Linked DNA regions of Mus musculus: all the other regions are linked to region 4. Evidence: chromatin contacts called from public Hi-C and HiCAR-type data. All regions are on one chromosome and are shown on one strand. Each heading gives the region's core, a stretch centred on a gene start, on an enhancer-like site or on the middle of the called end of the contact. The rest is flanking DNA. Distances are from core to core; before and after follow the strand shown.

Region 1 (3,506 bases), core at 450-2,949, 570 kb after region 4:
CTGTTTCCTAGAAGCATCAGAATTTATAATTTTTTCTTTGCTGAATAAACTGCTTAATTTGTCAACACCTTTATATAAAAAAATACAATGTATTACAATATACAACAATGTATTTGTCAGCTGTTATAAAAGGATAAATCTTCCACAAACATGTATGAATCTGGAGAACACGATGTTACACAGAATAGATTACATACAGGAAAGCAAATACTGCATCTTCTCAGTTGCATGCAAGAGCTGAACTTTTGCTCTCACAGAAACAGGGTATAGAATCAGCATTGCCATAATCTAGGAAGGGGGTTGGGGAGAGGAGAAGCAGAGATGGTGGTTACCATGTGCAGAGCTGCAACTGCGTTGGAGAAAGAGCCTCCAATGTTTTGAGTGCAATAATAAGCATGGCTGATGACAATTAATTATATATTCCAAAATATCTAAGAAAGGACGTTGTATGTTCCCCACCCTAAGCAATAATATGCTTCCAGGTTACCATGATCAAACCATCATGTGCCGTGTACAATTTGTGAATGTCAACTAAAACTTAAAAAATATTTTTTAATGTGTTAACAATATGATAAAAGGAAAAATTTTAAGAGTTTAAATATGTATTTATCATTTCCCTTCCTGAGGGCCAAGCCTTTACATTTGTCATCTCCTATATTATTTGTCTCAGAGAAAGAGGGACAAATGGGTGGCTGATTGGAATATTCCCCTGACTGGGTTGGTGGGACAACTCTACAGGTAAAAAAAAATGCTTCCAGAAAACATGACAATTTGGGCTGGACCCCTGGAACCCACATTGTGGAATGAGAGAACCAATTAATGCAATTGTCCCTGACCTCTACACACAGGCCATGACCTCCACGCCCTCAATATATATATACATATATATATGTGTGTGTGTGTGTGTGTGTATGTGTATATGTGTATATACACACACATACATATATATATATAAATACACACACACACACACACACACACACACACATATATATATATATATATATATATATATATATATATATATTCTCCCTCCTCATCATTCAATGTAGTCAAGCAATCCTAGATAAGTCAGTTGACACGATTCTCATTCTACAAAGATTACTTGAGATTAGACTGAAACAACTTAATATTTATTACCAGATTGGGTGGGGGGAAATCTTGATTCTTCCTATCCTGAGGATTGTGCAAAATTAGGTCTGTAGAGGGTGGGGCCACACATGGATTGTATGTGCTAAGATTTGACTTCATTTGGCCTTGGCTCAAATAGGCACAGAGAAGAAACTTAAGAGGCGGCAAATGTCTCTTCTAAACCAAGCTGCTCCTTAGGCACCTGGGAGCTCTCTGCAAATTTTTGTGAAGACATAGGCCTTGAACTGTCTTGAGTTTCTTCTGTATTAGCAGTAGAAACGTCAGGCTGTATGGCTGCAGCATGAGTGCTATTGTTACAGTTTTTAGGCAACATTGTTACCAGGCTTCACACTCTCACCAGTGCTGTGCAAGGCTTCAGATTCTCCCCAACTTTGCCCTCATTTGCTTTTGTCCATTTTTTGGGTGATAATCATCTTAGAGTATGAAGTACTATCACGTGTTAAGTATAATTCCAAAGGTTTCCAGTAACCCTTTGTGGGGTGTGCATAGGTTTCTGTAAGATTTCCTTATAGTCTTGCTTCATGGTCTGTTTTTCTGTTCAGGTTTACTGCTGCAGCACTTGCTGTGTTTCCACAATAAATACCTCTACCTAGACTAGTGACTAATCATAGAACCACATATATGGAGCTACTTCCTCATCCGTGAAACCCTTCTCAAGTAAAGTGGCAGCAGTTTTCCAGGGATTCCTGCTCTGGTGGCATGGGGTAATTTTTGTGTTCTGTCAAATAATCTGTGGCCAAAGTATGAGCATAGTTCACTCTGTTAATAACTTTACTTTGTAATTGAACTTTACCCGTAACTTTACCCGTCATGGGCTGAGGGGCAGGCTATAGGGCTGGTTCCGAGTTAATTACAACTGCCATTATTTTTTATTTGTGGTGCCTGAGCAAGCAGTAAAACAGCAAGTTAAGCCACACTTGCAGTGGGACTATGACTCAATTAGTGTTTTTGAATAATAGGAGGTAGTAATTAAGGTCACAGCATTTGCAGTAGCAGCATTCTGGGGTAGCCTGGCTTCAGCAAAGGCTATTTTACAACATCTCCAGGGAGGCAGTTGAAGGGAGACGGAGCCTGCCGGGTAGTGGTCCTTCATGTCTCTTGTAAACTGGGAACAGAAAGTCTTGCCACTGCTTGCAATAACTGTTTAACACCTGTTTATTCTCTTCTATGTTGGAGCTTAAAAATCTAACATAAAACTTACAGGTTTTGGAAGGTACAATTCCCCCTCCCTCATTTAACATTTCTGCAAAAAGCTGGGCTCTTGAAATTGAAAACTATATGCAGACATTAACATGTAGCTGGGTGACTGGATATGCAGGGAAAATTAACAGCCTTTTCAATATTGATTTTGCAAACCCAAACCTATAAAACTCCTTCCAATGTGAGAATAAATGTGCTCATCCAAGGGTTGAGGAGTTCATATGAAATATGACCATATGATTTGGATGTAACTCCTCCAAGGGAGGCCTTGTTTGTGGCATCTTGCTTTTATTCTAGATTCTGGCAATTGGTATCTCAGTTCTGATGAATGTGTACACAGCTGGATACGGCCTGAGATTTTATGCTGATCATAGAAAATTCTCTTTAGGAAATAAAGACATTTTTAATTCAAAGATAAGACATAAAATGAATATTTTATGTTGAGTATTGAGCTGAACTGAGCCACAGATAGAAGATACTAATCTGAATGATCAAGTTATCCCCAAATCCAAGAAAAAGACCAAGAACAGGTTCAGGGAAGCTGGCTTATATCTAAGAATCCTTCCCCTTCCCCTGCCCCTGCCCCCCAACATCCTATTATTCTAAGTCCTCAAACCTGCAGTCCTTGCTCAAATTTAGGGCTGCATAATCACCTGTACCTAAACACTTCTCTAGGTCACTGGCAGATTGTTCATCCCCTGGTGCAGTGATTCTATGTACTGTATCAACTCCCTGTGTGGAAATTGGTACAGATTGGGTTCCACAGGAAGTGCCCTTTGGTGTAGAGAGCAGCACATAGAATTTGTTTGGGAACATTTTCATAATTAGTGCCAATGGAAAGAAGCAGAAGAAAAAACAAAGTGAGAGGAGTTGGGTGGTGTCGTGCCTAGGAGCCTTGCAAAATGCTCTAAGCCCTGCTGGAGTCACTCTTTGAATACAGGTGATACAGCTGCCTTATGTGCTGTGTGACCTTTAGCCCTTAAGTTAGAAAGGGGTGTGACCATAAGCAAGGGAGCTCTCTGCATCCAGAGCTAATTTCTGCAGTGGGACTAGGGAACTAACTAAGAATTAGGCCTATGTAACCTCAGGCTTAGCCACCCCTTCCTTGGTTCCCAAATAATGACGCAGAAGCTTATTTATGTATGAATAAAGGC
Region 2 (3,630 bases), core at 197-2,696, 660 kb before region 4:
AACAAAGCATAAGAATGTTAAAGTGTGGCAAGCATAAATAATTTGATAACTTCCTATTACTGGAATGTGAAAAGTGCCCGAAAGACAAGGCAGGAAATAGGGTCATGTGTTTCCCATTCCATGTGGACCAAAATACAGATTGAAGACTTTTAAAGAAAGGGATCTTTACTGCAGACAGAAATGGGAGTTTGTTCTCATCTCTCCACGTTTACTGTCATAGCGCACCGTGATTGTACACGAAGCTTTACGGGCTCTCCCAGCACATTCCTCACTCTCTCCTTGTCAGTGAATGCCAATTTCACATCTACTGGTAACTCAGTTCACTGCTTCCCTCTAAGTCTTCCAAGTCTTAAATTCATCCTTCCACCCAAAAGAAACATTCACCTTGTTTTAGGTGATACCAAGCTTATTTATACCCCACCCACTCTAACATACACACCTAAGGTTCACTAAAGTTGATCTTCAGGCATCACATCATATGATCAACCAAAAGGCATCTTACGAGACTTACGACCTATCCCTTAAGAGCCATATATGAATGCCACTGCTCAAAGCTCTTTGCAAACCTTCCTCTATATGTCTTAGGATGACCTTCTGTTCTCTTTGGTGACAGAGAAACCAAGAACTGGACTGAAGCACACCATCCTTGTGTCTGTCCTTCTCCACCCTAAATTCAGCTCTAGGCTAAATATGAAGGGGAAACAGAATAAAAGCAGAGACATTCCACCTCTATGGTCAAGAAATTTACACACAGAGTCAATTTAGAAATTTTCTAATGTTCATTACAGATGTATAGCAAGCAAGGAAGCATAAGCAATGTTTATAAATCAAAGGAGGAAATGAGCACATGGAATTGGACATAACCAAACTCTACAAGACATCTTTGGAAATATGCTTTCAAGGACAGGCAGGACAGATGCCAGGCTGGCCTGGGAGTGGTAAAGGGAGTGACAAGAGAGTGAACTGTATTTCAGAGCCTGGCAGTGGGTTTTGCTTTGCTTTGGTCTCTCCCCTCCCCCTCCTTTAGAAAAAAAAAACATTATGGGGGCTGGAGAGATGGCTCAGTTGTTTAGAGTACCACTGGGTACTCTTCAAGAGGACCAGGGTTCAATTCCCAACACCCACATGGCTGCTTACAACTGTATGTAACTCTAGTTCCAGAGGATCCAATATCCTCACACAGATACGCATGCAGGCAAAACACCAATGTACACAAAACAAAAAATAAAATGAAAAAAATCACGCTGTTCATTTTTTTTAAATGAAAAACTTGTTTTCTCTTTTTCCTACTACCGATTCTCGGTTATGAATCTCCGTGTCATGTTTCCTGAGTGGTCTCATTATGTAGTTTTGTTTTTCTTTTTTTTTTTTTCATCAAACCTTCAACCAAAGAGAAATGACGAATTACCAGTTTCACTTCTTTCTACAAGTTGCCGCAAAAGCCTGTTACAAAGAAGTCCGTATGAATAACAAGAAGTGGTGACTAAAAGCAGGTCCCACTACATTCTCTCATGTGCTCACTCACAATGTATTTAATGGTCTCCCTCACAATGGTAACCATTTCTGGGGGACCTGATGTGTACCTTCTAGGAATCTGAGCCCAAAGTGGATAAACACAACAAAAAGTAAGTAACAAAGGTCATGAGGTCAAGTGTCTCCTTAGGAAAGAGAGTTATACTGTAGGTCTCTAAGACAAAAATTAAAGGTAACCAAATGCACAAAAGTTAATGTTATAGTACTACTTCTATGCTTTAAAAAAAGTCCTTTACAAACTATTTCCTAGTATTCTGTAAAACTGTCAGGGAGTAAATAATCACACTCAAAGAACAGCAACAAACATCAATAACAAATCACTACTGAGAGAAATGTTGACCAGATATCTGATGTTACACTTGGCTTGTTATGTGTGCATGTTTTCAGTGTTATTTACAGTAGGAATAATTCATTAATAATCATATGTGAACTTCATGTCACTTATAATATAAATGTCTAGTAATAATAAACACTGAAAAAAATAACAAAATGACATGAATAAATTGAAATCTTTTGGTAGTAGCCAAATACTACTGGCTTCAGTTCCTACAGGTGTGGATCAAGTCTGGAAGTAGGCATGGTTCCCATGTGCAATGCACAATGAACTGTATAGAGACCCATGGGAGTTACAGGACAGGGAGAGCCAGAAGGACTAGGAGGTGCCCTATCTCCTCTGTGGCCTGCCTCCAAGAGGAAGGAACTTTTTTTATGAGTCAACACAGTACCTGACTCTCTCAAGACTGTGTGTGTACTTTTCAGAATATCTCCAGGCTCAATGAAGCACAGGGAGAGACTGGAGGTGGATTCAGCTCTTTCTGTTGCTGTTACCTTTTATGTGGTAATTTCTAGAACGTTCTCCCCAGTTTCTGACTCTCCTGCCACAATTTCCTGGAGAACTATAGTCCCAAAAGTCTTTCCTGGGTACAAAAACGTGACAATCAATCACCTTCTATAATTATGCCCATGTAGATGAGGAACCACAAGACTCTGCCTATCTTACCTATTGTGGGAGGAGGTTTTGGTTTTGTAGGCCTAGGAGTTGCCTGGAATTCCTGAGTCATTGGGAGTTTAGTTTGAAATCATTAGACATCCCAGAAGAAACAAATTTCACAAGATTATAATGTATAGTTTAAATAAGAGCAACATGATTAAGCTAGCCAGCGATCTTGGAGAAGATGAGAGCAAAACAAGCCATGGCTATATTGGCTTTGGGAAAGTCATGTTCGCAGGTTGCTTTCAGGCGTATGATTCCCTTGTGTTGTCAATAAATAAATAAATAAATAAATAAATAAATAAATAAAAGGGTACTATTGGACATAGTACTAAATGGACATAGTAATTAACTGCTCCCTAAGTTCTTATCACTACACACACAAGATAACTCAGCAGTTTTTTGTTTGTTTTTTTTTGTAGTGGATGATGTTAACACAGAGACCAACTCTGGTCAACATGCAGAGAAAAAGAGCAGTCAGCTATAAATGGGTAATCTACATCACAGTCCTTGCACTGAGGCTCAAGGCTCATCAAAGAATACAAGGTGGAAAGATTACAAGAGCCAGAGTGAGTGGACATCTGCAGAAAACTACTATTTAAGATGACAGTACGGTTGCACACAAATAGTCAGAAATGCTGCAATGACACTGAGAAACAGACACTCTAACTTTGAAGTTAACTGTTAAAAACACTATCTTATTAACAGTAAGATGTAGTTGGATTCTTCTTTCTGGGTATTAAAAATCAGACATAGAATCCCAATGGCTGATCAGCATAGCTTTCTAAGCACATTGGCCACTTAAGGGATGAACTACTCTCTGCTCCTTGAACATAACTACCTCTTCCTCAGTACAGTCTCTACATGCAGAGTCACAAAAGGCTGCATATCCCCAGAATCATGCTTGGTCACTGCCTCAAAGTGGGAAAGGAAGGAACAAGACGACCTCTCAGATCCTCTTGAGAGATACTCCTAGACATAATGAGGCAGATTCTCCGAGCTGATGCATATGACTCAAGTCCAACATACTGACATCTAGATGCCATAGAGTTTTGGCCTTAAACCTTGGTTCTTATGTCTTGGTTCAAAGATGAGTGTTTTCATGA
Region 3 (3,519 bases), core at 8-2,507, 900 kb after region 4:
AGGAAATCACTAAAAGACTCTGGCGTTGCCTTAAAGCTGTAACCCTCCCCCCCCCCCCACCCCCTTCCCATATTCAGCTGCCACAGCTTGGAGGCCAGCAAAGCTTCTGTCTTAGTGCTAAGGACAGTTTGCGATATCGCGGAGGCATTTTCTTTGTAGATCTGAATGTTTCACCTTCTCTGACTCCTTTACTCGCCCCATCACCTCCGGGCTCTTCCAAACACCACCAGCAGGACAAGCAGAGCTCAAACCACCCGCGCTCCATTAAGAGCTTTCCCAGGGATTGCCAGGACTGTGAGACAGGAAATCCGGGGAGTTGGTGATGTCCGGCAGGTGGCAGGGACTAGAGTCACCACCACACCACATTCTCCTCCCACCGCTGAGCTTTGTTGCAGCGGCGCCTCTCATCCCAGAGCCAGGATCGGTCACTGGGTGCCTAGGATCCTCAGCTCTGAGCACAACTACCTCGTTGGGGACTCGGGCATCCTCTCCCTTGGCAGTATGGAGATGCTGGTGACCTCAAGGGAAGCGAAGCGCCCAGGTTAAGCGCTCTGGCACCCCGCGCTCCCCATGTCACCATCATCCAGCGAGCACATTCCAGTGCACAGCACCCTCCACCTGCCTGGCTATTCCGCTGTGCAGCAGCTTTCTTACACACAGAGCATGCCACTAGCTGAGTACATCCCTTCCTGCACCCTGTCCCCGAAAAGTCCCAGGAAGTGGAACCCAGGTCGGCAGGGAGGTCCCCTAGGCGGCGGAGAGTTGAGGGGAAGGCGCTAAGCAGAGCTGGACTGTGCACAGTGCACCTGGCTTCCCCAGAGTGACCTCTTGTGCCTGGGGCCAGATGCATGGGGACCGACGGGAGCCCTCAGCTTTACCTGGCACAGCCGGCGACTCTCCAGAGACGTGGAGACTCCGTAGTGGCGGGTGTCCAGCTCATATCGCTGCCTTCCTCATTGGGCGAACGGGTGTCCTGCCGAGTCCCTTCGCCTCAGCTCGCCTCTGTGCCCCCGCCCCACCCCCTTCCCCCCAAGTCAAAAGTGTCACAGCTTTACAGCCTTCGGATGTTTCCAAAGTCTCCGCTCGATCTCTGGCAGTGGAGAGCTGATGACAAGAGCAGCAAATCCGCTGATGCCCACGGCCCTCAGCTCTCTGCCAGGAGGGTGAAAAGAGCTGCCTGGTTCTTCTGGTCACCGTCCTTTAAGACCAGCGCGCGGTCCGCTTCTTCCCCTCCTTCGCGCGTTTTCTAGCCCGAGTGGCTGCCTCCTGCGTGTACCGCGGGTCTTGTTTCCCCGCTCATGAATATTCTGACAGAGGCTAATGCCGTTGAAGTAAATTGAATTAGCCAATTGGTGCCAGGAATGTGCGCTCCTTCCTTCTGAGGAGCTGTCTGGAACCACACCAGAAGAAAGCAATTAAAGTCCGGTTGGCACCCCGTGGTTTAGACCAGCGAGGGGCAAAATGGGTTAATTCTTTAAATGCAGTTTAAAAACCGCATTTAAATGTTTAAACTCCTTTATTGGCTGGGGGAGTTAGAAAGTGCTAACCCAGAGAGGGATGAAAGGGAACAGAGGGCAGGAAGACACCAGTGTGAGTGTTGGGGGTAGGGGTGGGAGTACATCTAAACTTTGCCAGGAAGTTGAGGTGACTTATTTTGAGAAGACTCTGGATTCTGGAAGAAGCAGTCCACGATAAGAACAGAAAAAGAGAAAAAAGAAGGGGTCTGAGAGAAGATGGTGTTAACACTTTGACCTTGAGGATTCAGCCCCACTCCATTGACAGTTTTCAGAGAATGGGTCCTGGGGAGATGAGAGAGGCAGCTTGATTCGTGGACTGTTTAGAAAATGTCATGATTTCTTTATCCTCATAGCACTATTACAGTTTTCGGTGTATGGGTTAAGTAGGGATGTTGTGAAGTCATCTTCTGTCAATCATTCAGAACGATTAGGGAGATTTAGCTCAGTGTGTAGTGAGTGTCTCCAACAAGATGTTCAGTTTGTTTCCCACAGCCCGCATGAAAAAACAAACAAACAAGCCAAATTAAACTAAGCCAAAACAAAACAAAATAAAAAACAAACCAACAAACAAAAGGAAAATGGAAGCACCAGATAGAGACAAGTGGATCAAGGGTGAGCCCTGGGGCTCACTAACCAGCCAGCCCAGCCCACTTGGTGAATTCCAGGCCAATAAGAGATCCTGCTTCAAGTCAATCAACCAATCAAACAGTACCTGAGGGATTTGGTTTAGGCATGATCAATCTAGAAGGCACTTCCTGTTTCACAGTTCTGACCTTTCTTCCTGAGGTCACGTAGAAAGCATGTTTAGAAAGGACCACTTCCATTCCTACCCCGAGTGGGAGGTTACTGAGGCAGGAAGGGTTACTAATTGCAGCTTTGGTACAGCTGACCAGCAGCTAAGATTCTACTTGATTCTGCCTGTCTACTTCCCTACAGTACTCCGGTGAGAGCTTTTTGGGTTTCTTCCCATCATTGAGCTCCCAAATAAAGAACTTAGTCTGCTTGGATTAGTACGTTATTCAAAGATTGATCATGCAAATGCTCTGTGGCCAAATGATCTATATAAACAACCAATAAAACTGTGTACTTAAGTAACCACTACAATTCTCAAGGGCAGGACGATATTAAATGTTCTAGTTAAGGCAACTGGGCCATTTCTGAGATTTCAGGATGCCTAGAAGCAGGACTCAGAGTTGTAACAATATAATTATCAATACTGAGCAGCTAATGTTTATTGAGAAGTAGTGTGACAGATTTGTTAAACTTAAGTCATCTCATCCAATCATTCTAAATATTATCATCAGAATCTGTTAGAGTGTTGTACAATTTAGTAGATAAAGCAGATGAGGCCTAAAAAGCTATCAGAATGCCTAAGCAACAGAACTTGTAGGTGCTAGGAACAGTAATTCAATACAGCCCCTTAGCAGTTCCTTGACATTAGGCCACCAGTAGCTTATAATGCCTTTAAGTCTAAAGAGAGAAATTTTCTCCCAATTTTATGAAGGGACCCATCTTTGATGATAATTCTGTACCAAAACTTGGTGAAAATTCATCAACAAAAATATATTTTATGTTTTATCAAAACACTATAAGAAAACACACTGAGCAATGCATAAAGAGTCATGTTGCTTCTCTATGGCTGTTAAAAAAATGTCTGAGAAGTCAACTTAAAGGAAAAAAGATTGAATTTTGGGTCAAAGTTTTAGCTTTTCAGTCCACAGTCCGTGACTCTGTGGATTCTGGGCCTGTGATGAGACAAAAGGCGCTGGTAGTGGTGTCTCAAAGAGGAAATACTCATTTCACAAAGGCCAAGAAGCAAAGAGTAAGGAAGTTTCTGGATCTAGGAATCTGCTTCGAAAAGCATGTCCCTGATGACCCCCTTCTTCCAGCTGGGATTCAGATCCTCCCAAAATAGCATCAGAAGCTGGGGGTCAGGCACACAACACAACCTGTGTGGGACATTTCATTTCCAAGTTAAAGCAAGAAGTTAACTCATTCGCCT
Region 4 (3,341 bases), core at 721-3,220:
GTGAGTTCCAGGACAGCCAGGGCTATACAGGGAAACCCTGTCTCATCTTCCCCCCCCCCCCCCCAAAAACAACTAAGTCTGGGATGTACATAAAGTAATATATATATAAAATAAGTGAAAATTTGAGTCCCAGTGAGATAGTTTGTCAGGTGACAATGTTAGATAATTTAGACATTATAAAAGAAGGAAATGTGCTTAGGATTACTCTGATAGAGAATTCACCCTTCCCAGTGTTATGACATCAAACTTTAGCAACTTCAAGCCTCTGGTATCATGCAAAAGTATAGACATTTAGAAATCAATCAGGCTTATTTATTAGTAAATTCCAGTTGGGTTCACAGAACCAAAGTATTAGCATTAGTATGGAAAAATTTGATGCCTCTTAAAGATGACAGTGAGAATTCTCATTAAAGCTTATATATAAATAATGACTAGGCCAGTGATTACTCTGCTAAAAATGAATGATTGTAGCAAGAAAAGAAAGAAAGAAAAAAAAAGAAAATAAGTGAGAGTCACTTATTCAGAGAAAAACAATCCTTCCCAGTGCTATGTTGAAAAGAAAGCTGGTAAAAGATCCTTGGTCTGTTTGTTCCACAGCTTTCCTGTATACGGAATACTATTGAAATTGGGGTAGTGAAACTGATTTCAAACAGAAAACATTCTATGAAGCAGACACATCTCATTTCCTTCTTTTTATTAGCATATATTAATGATACAAAATAATGGAAAAGCAAAGACAAAAGATCTTCAGTGGATTGAACTTCAGTACAGAGGGCTGACATTTCCTGTTTGTTCTTTTTCTTGAGTCAAAGAATTACTAAGAAACATTTTATTTCCTCGTAGTGTGATTCAACAGCCTGGGGAAAAAAGGAAAACTGCCTAGAGAAAAATGCCCAGGCAATAAGGAAGCTTTCTAGAGTGCCATAATACTCAATAAACTGGAAACCCTGATGTTATAGGTCCCAACACCAACGGGGAGCCAGGAGCTGTACAACACCTGCCAAAGATCGGAAACCAATGCAAAGAAGAGCTACAGCAGGATCTTTCTGTTTGCAGTACACAGGACACCTCGCATCTCACTCAACATACTCTCCCTTCTCAAGACGACCCTAGACTCAGTACCCGCCCACAATCCCCTTCAGCTGCACTCCAACTCTAATCCCCCATCTGCAGGTGTGACAGGCGACGCCTACTTACTGAGCTGTCCTCCGCCCGACGTCGTACTCGGTTCCCGACCTCCAGCGCCTCCGACGATGGAGGCGCCAGGGATCCCGGGCGCCCCCATCCCTGGGGGGGTCCCACTCTGCCTCTCGAAGTTGCCAGGATTGGAGAAGTAATCGCGCAGTCGTGGTAGCTCGCGGCCGCTCTCCAACAGCTCGGTGTGCAGCTCCAGGGCGGTCAGCAAGTATTGATCGCGCAACAGCTGAGCGGCGATGGCATCGATTGACAATCGGGCAGGGGTCTCCCCGCTGCCCCCCGGAGCCGCCGGGGCGGCGGACATCTCCACAGCGAGCCCCGGCCGCGCGCTGCTTCCCAGGGCCATGGGGTCCTGTGGCGACAGGGAGCCTGCAGAACCAGGATCTAGGCCGACCCCGGCACCCAGCCGAAGTCCTGCCCGCCGGTCCTCGGTTGCCGCTACCTCGTCGTCGTCCTCATCCGAATCACTGAGGAAAGGATTTACTCCGCTACCACTGCCACCACCTCCGGGCGCCATCGCCGCCATCTTATTCTGTCAGGAATGTGGGTGCTTCCCTGCTTGGCCCGACAGGCCCTCAGCCTGAATCCCCGTTAGGTCCCGAGAGCCGCCGACCACCTAGGCAGCCCAGGCCGACCGCACCTCTCCTCACCTAGAGCCTAGGCCGGACTGGGAGGCAGGAGCCCGGTATGCAGCAGCACCTCCCGTCTCAGCCGCTGCTGCACCAGTAGCCGACTCTGCAGGCGTCTTCCTGGTCCCTAGTCTCGCGAGAACTGGCTTGGTCCCATCTTCGCCCCGCCCCGTCCCCGCCTCAGCCCCACCCACCTCTGGCCTTGGAGTGGCAAGATCGAAGGAACCGCTCCAGGCTCAAACATAAGACCCCGCCCACAAGCTCTCGAGGATTGGCTGGAGTTACAGGACCTGGCCAGAGAGTTATCGCGAGAGCAGCGAAGGCCTGGGGCAGGTTGGGGGCGTTCCCTGGAGCAGTAGAGGTGGAGGTCGCTGAGGGGTACGATTTGGCTGTGGTTTTTGAGGGTTGAAGGGAACCCTCCCGACATCTTTCACCGCCCTGGGTCCTGCCTTCGTTCTGAGGAGGTCCCGTTCCCAAGACTGGGCCTGAGCCGGATAGTTCTCAGGTAAAGTCCCGGGACCCTTGCACTTAAGGTGTTCCCACGCCCGCTTCTCCCTTCACGCTTCAGTTTTTTGTCGCTGTTTGCTGTCACCGCCCAGATAGCAAGTGCTCTGAGCAGCGGTCAGAATCTGGCTTCTTTGCTCTTCCCTAGTTTCCCAGCCATCTGCTCTCTCCCCTGGAGATCTGGCGACGGCATGGCCTCCTTGTGGTTAAGGAGGGCGCCTTCCCGCCCCCTCCGTCCGGGAATAGGACTTAGAAAGCTGAAGGGTGCAGATAGAGCCTGGACGGAAGTTGCAACATTTGAGTTTCGAGATGCCTTTACACTCATCTGTGAACAGCCTGGTCTTGGACGACAAACTAAGTAATATGTAAACCCATGGAAATTAACATACACTTTACATCAAAGGAACTTTTCAAACTATCAGCGCTATCTCTTCAGTACAACTAAGTTGTCTGGGCCGCTTCAGTGGCCTGGTCATGTCCACTGCACTAGGACACATTCGTTGGAACAAGTATCACCTATCTTTTGTCCAAAACCATTCTTTTCCACAATCCCCTGAAACCTTGCTAAGTCCATTTAGGCTAGAATCGAGGTTTTCTTTATGGATCAATCAAATTTTAGCGATTTAAAAAATTGTACTCTGTAGAGAGATTTGATGGCCTTTATGAAACATTTAGCACATAACTATACTCGTAGGTTTGGAATATCATTTATCCTTTATGCTATTCCTTGATTGTAGTTTGAGGTGATAAGAAGTTTCCCTGTCGCTATTAGACTCCTAGCCCTCATATCTTCTATTTTGTTAAACATAGAATGCCACTTTTTCCTGGTTTTAGAATTAAGTTCTTATTAACACCAGGTCCTAACAGACAACAAAATAAATAGCCAACAGTGCTAACCATCTGCTCTGATATATATAATGAAGTATCTCCTTTATCTTTGTGGAAAATAAAAATAGAGCATTGTTATATGACCTCAGGTCTGGTTACCGGTTTACATGTAAAGTATCCCAG
Region 5 (3,591 bases), core at 121-2,620, 900 kb before region 4:
TAACCTTTCATTTTAGAATTTTCTAAAAACAGGAATGTTTTTATATTTTTGAGCACCTCAAATTGGGCAAACAAGGTGTTGCCAGGGGACAGCTCTACTAGGTGAGTGATGACCACATCAAAACCCTGGTTGGGCGAGGTGTACAGATTCTGTGCTCTAAACAGTCACACTGGTTTGGTGTCAAATGCAGATTCTAAGCATTCAAACCTTATTTTCTCTTAGATAAACAAACAAGTTGATATCTATTTATAGCTATTGGTGATGGGAAGGAGGTGGCATCATGTGCAAGCAATGCAAACTAATTGGAACATGAAGGTGAGGTTTGCAGGTTGGCCGCAAGCAGAGCCCGTTCTGATCACAGTCCTAGAGTCCCCTACCCAAACCCTTGCTTGAAGTTCTGAATTAGTAGTTTTCTGATTGTCATCCAGGCTGTTCTTCCAACTTCTATACATTTCATACACAAGTTAACACCCATATTGGCTGCTTCCTGTGAGAAGAAACCCTGCCTTGACATCAGCCAGTGAGTCCGTTTAGCCATACCCCCCTGAAAGCCTCCAGCTAACAGAAAGCCAGTGTGTAGTGGGCATTTGGTTACAACTTGCTTGTGTTTGAACATTTATATTTATAATAGTGCTAATCTCCAAGGGACTTAAATCACATTAAGAACTTTATCTGGGGCTGCCAAGGAAATTAGCAGGATCCACATGACTAGGATCTATGAGAAATTGGGGTTGGACTGACAGAAATGTAATAAGTACCAACTTTCATCTCAATTATCTTTTCCATGAGAATTTGTTTAATACCTAAATGTCAGGCTGGGCCACTAGCATCCCCTGTGCATACAAGTACCCCTGCCTCTGCACACAACTTCCCTGTGCACACAAGTACCCCTGCCTCTGCACACAACTTCCCTGTGGACACAAGTACCCCTGTCCCTGCACTTGTATGGCAGGATGTTCTTCCTTCCCCTGCCCTTCTGACCTCACACGCACTAGTCTATCACCAGACGGAGAATACTTGTGTTTCCCCTTATGTCCACCCCCGGGGATCGGTCTGTATAACACGCCCATTAGATGCTGCTGGCCTGAGCATTAGTCAGTGGAGACCAGATGGTGTGGGAAAGTGGAGGTGAGAGTAACTTAGGGCCACATATACCCCGTCAAGATGAGGATGGGAGTTTTGGGGGGAAATCTAGACAGTTTAATTTGACTAATCTGTGTGGCTAATTTATAGAAAATGCACAGGCATGGGGAAAAGCTGTCTTGGCAATGGAAGAGATGAAAGTGGCGGGGAGTGCCCCCGTGTCGCCCTGCAGAAGAGGAAACCAAGATGACTGAAGGAGTAATTTATGGAAACTGCGCAGAGACCTCAGTGTAGTCAGGATGAGCAGCAGCCTGTTTGCATACTCAGCGAACCCTGAGTGTTGTCAAACTGAGGACAGGAATTACCCAGGGCCTGCTGGGGAGCCCAGCCCAGCCCTCCCCTCCCCTCCCCAGCCTGGTAACTCTTCTAAAGCACTGCATTTCCAGTTGCATTCTTTCCGTCTTTTGTTTGTTTGCTTGCTTGCTTTTAATCACACTCACTCACTTGTGTGCACTGGGGTAGAGGTGTCGCTTACCTTGAATCCCAAGGATCAAACTCAGGTTACCAGATTTGACAACAAGCACACTTATCTCTTGAGTCACCTTGCTGACCCAGATTCAACTTTGTTTTGGAATTTTACTTAACCTATCTCTTCAGCCTCACACAGAGACAGTGGGTGAGTGAGGGTCCAGCAGCTCCCTAGAAGGCCGAACAGGAGTTTGGTTCCAGAATTCATGGCAGCCTTGGGAGAGGGGGCAAAGAGCAGGCAGGAAGGCATAGTAGTGATGTTTTGACAGGCAAGGGAGGATCCTAATTCCAGAAACGAGTATGGGAAGAAAGAAAAATGCTAAGAGGTAAAATGGCGAAGCAAGAGAAATAATAATAATAATAATAATAATAATAAAAGAGGTGAACATTGAAATAAAAGAGGAAAATGACCCCATTGCCCAGTGGGCAGAAAACTCAGTTTTCTTTCACTTTGTGCCTTACGGGGTGCGTAGCCTTTCTTTGAATTTTCTTCCTCGTTTAATTTTTCCCTTCACAAAAAGTGCAGGAAGACAAGAACACAGGACTTTGTGAGAGAAACTCTTGATGTAGGTCCTGTGCACAACTAAGAGCAGAGTTCGGATTTCCCCTTCTTTCCCTTTTAGGTTGCCCCAAGTAAACGGGCTGACTGTATCTGTGTACAGGAAATCTCTCTCCCTGAAACTGAAGTCCTGATGTCAAGGGGGCCCTTTGCACAGACAGCCATGCAAGCAGCCCTTGGGCTAGATTCCAAAGAGAAACTAGATAGAAAGCTGGAACTTGGAATTGCCAGTCCCATTCCCCTCCCACTTCACTGTTCACCCATGCCAGGTCAAGATCCTGTGATTTTTCATGCCTGAATGAAAAACTGGAGATCTCATCAAGAAAAGGCTTTTAAGAGAAGGCTGGGTTATTAATATGCTGTTGTTTAGATGCTCACTGTTAACATATAAATGATGCCAGCTCCTTTCCACATGGGTGGAGGTGGCAGATGACTGGATAATGGGCACAGGCAGAAACAAGAGTAAATTCTGCAATGTCATCCCACATTTAGGATATAAATGAGTTTTCTTTTTCTTGCAATTTAAACTTATCAAATAGACAGAGATGTTACAACTAAGCAGGTAACCTCTGTATTCAAGTTATTCACAATACTTTGGCTCCAAACAAGCCCATTTATCTAGATATTATATTGAGGGGGACCCTGTTATAGAATGACTTATGGGACACAGAGATTATGTCAAGACTATGAGTTCAGTTCTGGGTCTACTATTAGCATGTATCTTTGGGAAAGACATATTCTTGTTCATCTGTGAAAATAGGCAAAACCATAGTGGTAGCTTCCTACTGAATTGTTGGCTGTTACTCTGGCTTATAGATCTGACCATACTTTATCAACCACAACATGGCATTTATCTATTTCTAGTTATAATAAATACTTTTATAACAAAGTAAAAGAGAAGATTATCTGTCCCACCTCTGGCATCTGTTCACTTTTATTTAATGGTCATTTTGGAATCCTAAGTTCTAGGCAATAGGTCTGCAACTTGGGAGCTCAGTTGCCACTTAGTAGGATAGTATTGCCACTTAGTAGGATAGCATGATTGCATTGCTGTGGGGTTTTCTCTTGTCCAGTGCCAAATGCAAATTTGGGAGCAGGGAAAGCCAGCAAGCCATATAAGGTGGTGCACACCATTAGTCCCGGCACTGGAGATGCAGAATCAGGCAGAGCTTTGTGAATATGAAACCATTTTGGTCTACAGAGTGAGTTCCAGGCCAGTCGGGGTTTTGTAGTGGGACCATATCTAAGAGAGGGGGCAGGGGGAGAGTCTAAGAGCCAGAAAGATTAAAGAACAAGCTAATTTCTAAAATAACAAGTCCTTTCTTATATTCTTATTTCATTTATATGGTGCTGGTAATTTTTAAAATTTGGTTTTTCTCTGAGTATTTCATACTAAAACTGATACCATTTCTCATCCTTTG

The links. Hi-C and Micro-C count contacts between places; a contact is called where the count stands out from the background. HiCAR-type assays count read pairs that join an accessible place to other places.
Region 1: a contact with region 4 is called in a HiCAR-type map of kidney, with 4 times the contacts expected there. The contact joins the enhancer-like site here to the promoter of Relch in region 4. A contact is called at or near these places in 12 of 39 promoter capture datasets (the HPC-7 cell line, cranial neural crest, embryonic stem cells and 6 more), 11 of 115 datasets of contacts at active chromatin or transcription factors (acute myeloid leukemia, embryonic hindbrain, embryonic stem cells and 3 more) and 2 of 9 other capture datasets (adipose tissue and embryonic stem cells).
Region 2: a Hi-C map of B cells shows a contact between it and region 4, with 11 read pairs. The contact joins the enhancer-like site here to the promoter of Relch in region 4. A contact is called at or near these places in 3 of 39 promoter capture datasets (the 3T3-L1 cell line, the C10 cell line and stem cell-derived epiblast-like cells) and 1 of 484 Hi-C or Micro-C datasets (B cells).
Region 3: a contact with region 4 is called in a HiCAR-type map of astrocytes, with 3 times the contacts expected there. The contact joins the promoter of Cdh20 here to the promoter of Relch in region 4. A contact is called at or near these places in 4 of 39 promoter capture datasets (cranial neural crest, embryonic stem cells, hippocampal neurons and 1 more) and 1 of 115 datasets of contacts at active chromatin or transcription factors (astrocytes).
Region 5: a Hi-C map of B cells shows a contact between it and region 4, with 10 read pairs. The contact joins the enhancer-like site here to the promoter of Relch in region 4. A contact is called at or near these places in 1 of 39 promoter capture datasets (pre-B cells), 1 of 484 Hi-C or Micro-C datasets (B cells) and 1 of 9 other capture datasets (liver).

Annotation. Positions count from the first base shown.
Region 1 is chr1:105,087,589-105,091,094 of GRCm38.p6, reverse strand. No RefSeq gene overlaps it. Among named protein-coding and RNA genes, the nearest start is that of Gm29012, 27 kb to the left of the region's middle. Within about 2 kb of position 1,699, at least 13 of the 459 cell types and tissues checked have an H3K27ac peak or open chromatin away from gene starts, as enhancers often do. A contact at or near this core is called in kidney, where this site is marked.
Region 2 is chr1:106,319,402-106,323,031 of GRCm38.p6, reverse strand. The region is part of intron 4 of Phlpp1 (PH domain and leucine rich repeat protein phosphatase 1); the gene reads right to left. Among named protein-coding and RNA genes, the nearest start is that of Phlpp1, 150 kb to the right of the region's middle. Within about 2 kb of position 1,446, at least 61 of the 459 cell types and tissues checked have an H3K27ac peak or open chromatin away from gene starts, as enhancers often do. A contact at or near this core is called in B cells, where this site is marked.
Region 3 is chr1:104,766,258-104,769,776 of GRCm38.p6, reverse strand. It overlaps Cdh20 (cadherin 20), which reads right to left and starts at 1,257. Exons shown (of 12, transcript NM_011800.5): 1 at 879-1,257.
Region 4 is chr1:105,662,490-105,665,830 of GRCm38.p6, reverse strand. Relch (RAB11 binding and LisH domain, coiled-coil and HEAT repeat containing) reads right to left here and starts at 1,970. Exons shown (of 29, transcript NM_173187.4): 1 at 1,198-1,970. The coding sequence starts at 1,723. Pign (phosphatidylinositol glycan anchor biosynthesis, class N) reads left to right here and starts at 2,155. Exons shown (of 31, transcript NM_013784.3): 1 at 2,155-2,331.
Region 5 is chr1:106,559,015-106,562,605 of GRCm38.p6, reverse strand. The region is part of intron 1 of Bcl2 (B cell leukemia/lymphoma 2); the gene reads left to right. Among named protein-coding and RNA genes, the nearest start is that of Mir3473f, 14 kb to the right of the region's middle. Within about 2 kb of position 1,370, at least 23 of the 459 cell types and tissues checked have an H3K27ac peak or open chromatin away from gene starts, as enhancers often do. A contact at or near this core is called in B cells, where this site is marked.